Regions from separate parts of the Rattus norvegicus genome. Here region 1 is linked to region 2. Evidence: chromatin contacts called from public Hi-C data. All regions are on one chromosome and are shown on one strand. Each heading gives the region's core, a stretch centred on a gene start, on an enhancer-like site or on the middle of the called end of the contact. The rest is flanking DNA. Distances are from core to core; before and after follow the strand shown. Region 1 overlaps Med13l (mediator complex subunit 13L). Region 2 overlaps Med13l (mediator complex subunit 13L).

Evidence for each region. A called contact is a pair of places that touch in the nucleus more often than the background predicts.
Region 1: a contact with region 2 is called in a Hi-C map of psoas muscle, with 1.7 times the contacts expected there. The contact joins two enhancer-like sites. A contact is called at or near these places in 3 of 12 Hi-C or Micro-C datasets (liver and psoas muscle).

The regions. Positions count from the first base shown.
Region 1 is chr12:43,622,604-43,625,303 of GRCr8, forward strand. The region is part of intron 2 of Med13l (mediator complex subunit 13L); the gene reads right to left. Among named protein-coding and RNA genes, the nearest start is that of Med13l, 42 kb to the right of the region's middle. Within about 2 kb of position 1,443, at least 1 of the 93 cell types and tissues checked has an H3K27ac peak or open chromatin away from gene starts, as enhancers often do.
Region 2 is chr12:43,563,499-43,566,198 of GRCr8, forward strand. All of the region lies in intron 2 of Med13l (mediator complex subunit 13L), which reads right to left. Among named protein-coding and RNA genes, the nearest start is that of Med13l, 100 kb to the right of the region's middle. Within about 2 kb of position 1,278, at least 9 of the 93 cell types and tissues checked have an H3K27ac peak or open chromatin away from gene starts, as enhancers often do.

The sequences.
Region 1 (2,700 bases), core at 193-2,692, 59 kb after region 2:
CATTCTATCTCACTACAATCTTGGTATAAATGTCCCATTTTTCTTTTAAAAAAACCAATTACATGGTTCAGTAAGTTGCCTGCGGTAACACACTGATGTTATTTACAGTAGAAAGTTCAACTTCAGCTTGCTCTCTCAATTTCAAGCATGTTTAGTTTAATAATTCTAGTTCACTGAATCCCTTTCTACTCTTCGTATGAAAGAATTTGAGTGGCTATCTTTTCGTAATTTCACAATAAGACCTGTTACTCATCCAAGTCTTAGTAGATGTCACATGTCTTCAGGATGCGTAAGTCACTAAGTCAAATACTTAAGTAAGCATGTATGTTCATACAGTCATCATACAATGAAAACTATTACTACTTCATAGCTTTGGCAAACTAATTCAGAACAAATTAGGAAAATAGAAACGTGAGCGGTAACAGTGTGTCAGGCCGGCTGTGGTGGTGAGACACATCTTTAATGGCTGTGAGGCTAAGGCCATCCTGGTCTACCCTCGCATACACTCAGTCTGTGCACAGCACAGTGTGCACCTCTCCTACCTGTTGACTATAATCCTCTAACTGAACACACAAACAGAAGCCCTCAGACAGCCCAACGTGCTCACGGGCCCCGCTGTACCATGGCAGCAGTCTCCACTCCACTCCCAGTGCAGCAAGCTTAAGCTACTGTCCTCTCCATACAACATTCTGTGCTCGCTGTGAAACGCAGAGAAGGAAGGGACCAGCAAGGGGCTCCACAGGCCCTTGCCAGGCGAGCCTGCAGACCCGCATCTGAGACCCAGAATCTATGGTAGGAGGAGAGACTCCCAAAAGTTCTCCTCCAGTCTCTACTGCATGTCCATATAGCAAATGCACACCCACATGTGCACACATAAATACACACACAGAAAATGTATGAAAAACACAGATAAATTTCCTATGAGCATGTCACCTTTGCTACGGAGACATTTTTATTATTCGCCATTCCTCACTCAAACATTAAAACCAGAAAATAATTATTTCATCTTGAAGTAGGCATTAATATTGGGCACTACGTGCAGAATCAGTTGCGTGAAAAATGTCAAAATGTAATTCTCATCTGCGAGCTCGCGGTTATCAGTGCAGTAGCACTGGCCGACAACTACATTACAGTTGCAGAGTGACTGCTGTGTGAGCTAGCTCAGGCTTTATTAACTTTAGCCTCATAATCCAATTTATAGTGAGGGTTAAGACAATGATGGGTTAAATAAACTGAGCAAAGGCTCGCAGCTGTTAAATAACCGTGCAGGCGTCCGAAGCCAAGCCTTCAGAGCCTCACGATGTGTGCACCTTCCCTTGTCTCACCACCTTCCTCACAGGGACCCAGATACTTCAAGCATTCCAAGTACATAGCTATAGGTCCAACACAGTGTCCTGGGCAGCAGCACTCTCACTCATGTGAACAAAGCGGGGGACACAGTGTCCTGGGCAGCAGCACTCTCACTCGTGTGAACACGGAGGGGGGGGGGGGGGACCGACACAGTGTCCTGGGCAGCAGCTTGGTATTTACTGTGCTTTGCCAGCTACAAAGTATACACCATGGCAAGATGCAAGCAAAACAGAACCAAAAGACATGAACAGTACTTCAGCCCTCCTGTTAATGTCATATCAGTGCTGCCTGCCCTGGACCTAACACTCACATCTGCTGGCAGGACTCTGCTAACATTTATATTCCCAAAATAAAATAACTCTTAAACAGGCGGGAAAGGAAGTGTTGCACTCTAGATTCTATGGTGAGCAACAGGAACTCCCCACCTTTCCTGACTACTCTACAGTCACTGTGCCACTCACTTTTCTAATTAGATTTCAAATATTTCCTAATGCTGGAGCCACAGAATTTACTCTTCAGCCACTTTTACATGCAGAGGTGGACGATCTGTGTGACTGGGTCTCACTTTCCCAATGCTCAGCACGCCGAGAAGAGGAGCCACTCGAGGATGGCATGGCTGCCCAGCAGAGCACGCAACGCACTTCACGGTTCTCCAAAGGAAAGAGCATAAGCGAGATGCCACTCCCCTGGACCAACCAGTCAGTTGACAGTGTCGGCAAAGGGGAGGTAAGCGGCACACTGGTCGGCCATGCCTATGCTCAAACAGCAGCTGCCCACGCTGCCTCCTCTGTCCTCTTTCGCATAGTCATTCCAATTAAAATGTGGTGCGTCTGCAGGAAGTGGTGCGCGCCATTAACCCCTGCACTTGGGGGACAGAGGCAGGCAGATTCCTGTGAGTTTGAGGCCAGCTTGATCTACAGAGCAAGTTCCAGGTCAGCCAGACCTACAAAGTGAGACCTTGATTTAAAAAAATAATAATGTTTCTATGATTTAAAACAAAACAAAAACCATTTAAAAATAAGTCAGTCTTTGCTTAACTCTTTGTGGCATGAAGCAGCCCACATTGAGGCGATCTCAGCTCTGTGACAAGCTGGCCTCCAAGGACAGCACCCACTCTGCTGTCAGGACAGGCCATTTGTTTCCTGACTTGTGACAAAATGAACTTAAGACATCAGTAAGGAGAAACAGAACCAAAAACAACGGAGAAGAGCTGGGAGACAGCACAGCAGGTAAAGGTACCGGAGCCTGCCTACGCCTCACAACACATGGTGCAAGGAGACAGAGAACTCCCAAAAGCTGGCCTGTGATCTCCACAGCCAGGCCACAGTGCACATGCCCTCCCACAATAGA
Region 2 (2,700 bases), core at 28-2,527:
ACAGAAGCAGGGCTGTGACATGCGATCTCACCAGGCTAAAGTCTTCCTCAGGAACCTCTAACAGCATGGTCCTCTGACAGTTGCAGGATAACCAGAATTTTAATGAAGGCTTTTGCTCAGCACTGTGGCAGCTGAGACATGACCCACGTTAGCATTTCAATGGATCACAGGACTTGTGTAAAGCCAGTAAATTTTCAACTAAAGGAGGCCAGAGAATTAGATTTCTGGATACACTGAGCAAGACCTTCAGAAGACAGCTGTGCAGAAATCAGTCCCTCTTCCCTGTGATTGCTCACGCTGAAAGAGAAATTGTCAAGTGTCGCATTGCACTGACTTCCAAACCCGAGCGTGGCCCCAGGCCTGTTAGAATGAGCATTACCATTTTATCTTAAGCTTTTAATGTAAAAACGGACAAGGGTCTGGAAGGGCAGCCCCACCTAGAAGAGACCTCTGGCTCCTGGGAGGGCAGTCTATGCCTCACAATTGACTCCAGTTGTCCTCTGTGGGCACACACCACTTAAGCTTAAGTTAGGCTGGTGTTTATTAAACAACCACATGCTCAGAAATTACAAAGGATCAGCCTGAGATATAAATGGGGGGAGGGGTGTCTTTGTTTGGAATATCACAGTATAGCCCAGGCTAGCCTCAAAGTCATGAAAATCCTATTGCTTCAGCTTCCAGATTTCAGGATTACAGGTATGAACCAGGCATCGAGAATGTTCACTGTTAATGAAAAGCATGCATGTAGTTGGTGTACAGGATGCACACATATATGACATGCACACATACAACACACATATGACACACACATACGCTTCAGATTTACTTCAATCCATCAATGCTTCAGATAAACTTCCTCTAAAATGGCTGAGTTAGTCAAGAAGACTCAACCCCTGGGTCTCAATGTCCTCTCAATTAAACAGTAAAAATGAAAACCATTTCTTTCCTTCACTTCAGAGGAGACCTGCTTTGAAACATAAACACGCACTCGCTTGCTACTGAAATTCTGACAGGATAGGTCCCGACTTGCCTTCTGCGCTGAAGCTCTCCAACCTCTGTCAGAGCTATCACTGTGAGTATCTGTGTGGAGCGCAGCTGTCCTCTTGGCGCTCGGCGACCCTGGCTCGGCCAGCATTTCTGTTCTTGCAGCAATAATCTTAGGGAGCGTTCGTTTTACAGGAGGGTTAGCCCTGGCAGAGGGCACTGTCTGGCGTGACCAGCAGAACAGGGAAATGCGATTCATTAGCCACGCCTGGGGAGATAACAATGCCACTGCCTCTTGCTGCCTTTCAATCCGCACATCAGCCTGAGACTAATGCCTTGCCGTTACTCAACAAGCACATTTACAGACAGGAAAAACTGTAATCACCTTTGATTAAGAGACGGCAGATTTCTCCTATATGAGCCGCCAGCCATGGTGACATAGTAATTATTTTGTAACTGACAGGTTAAAACAGCAAATGTAGCAAAAATAACATGGAAGAGAGAAGGGAGGAGAGAAAGGAGAGGGGAAAAGAAAAGAGAACGCAAATAAAAGGTTCAGAGACCACAGTCTGCTCTGCATGCCCTGCCTTCCCCCGAGGGGAGGTGCAGTGGCAGGCAGTCCACAGCACAGATGAGGGACTCCTGAGGTAAACACACCCACACGCTCGGTTCTTGTAAACAGTGGAGACTCTGGTCATGCTTTAACTCATCACTATTGGCCTTTCTTTTCTGCTTCTCTCTCCAAAACTGAGACTGACAGTTGACACAGTGTTAATCTCCTTTATCTTCCTCTGACTACACTCTCTCTCACCTAGCAAATGGCTTCTTTTCATTTACATAAACACTGTTCCAAGCTCTTTTTTAATGTGGATTTAAAAAACACTCCTTTGAAGAAAAACCAGAATGCAGAACAATTATACCCACTCATCACTTGGCCCAGCATGCAATCAGGAACAGAGGTTCCTGCTGTGAGAGCAGAGGCCCTGACAGCAAGCACAGTCCGTCGTTCTGCTACTTCCAAAAGTGAACAGTCCTTCCACACCCGTGGGGCTGCACCCTTTGTGGGAGCAGGCGTGCGTGCTGCCTGCTAGCCACAGTCTGTGCAGACACTGGCACTTAACAGGAAGAACGACTGAGTGTGGAAATGAGCACAGTAGATGCAGGAGTAGAAAGTTCATTCTAAAGATAATATGTACGTAATTAACTTTTTAAAAAACAATGACTTTTTAGGCTTTCCGTAACATTACTGTACTTTCCATCATGAATGTGCTATAAAGCAAAAAAGAATTCACACACATGAAGAGTGCAGTAGGCATAAAACAGCTTCTGGAGAATAAAGAGAAAGAAAACAAGCAAACCAACTCTGGAGCAACTCTAGAGGCTGCAGAGTCAGTTGGGAGGTTGGGAGCACTTGCAGCTCTTACAGAGGACCCATGTTGGGCTCCCAGCACCATACATGGCAGGTCACAACCCCTGGTTGACCCCCTGACACTCATGTGGTGCACAGTCATACACATAAATAAATTTAATGCAAATAATTAATAATAACTTTTAAAAGCATCTTTTAAAAACTGTGACTCAGTACTAACCCAGCAGGCATTGGGGCCTTAGTTCAAACCCCTGCTTGGCCTCTTCCTCCTCCCCAGCACAAAGCCTAGAGTTTCATGGGGGTGGTGAGGTGGAACCAAACACACCTGTTTTATCCAGTCTAGCAAA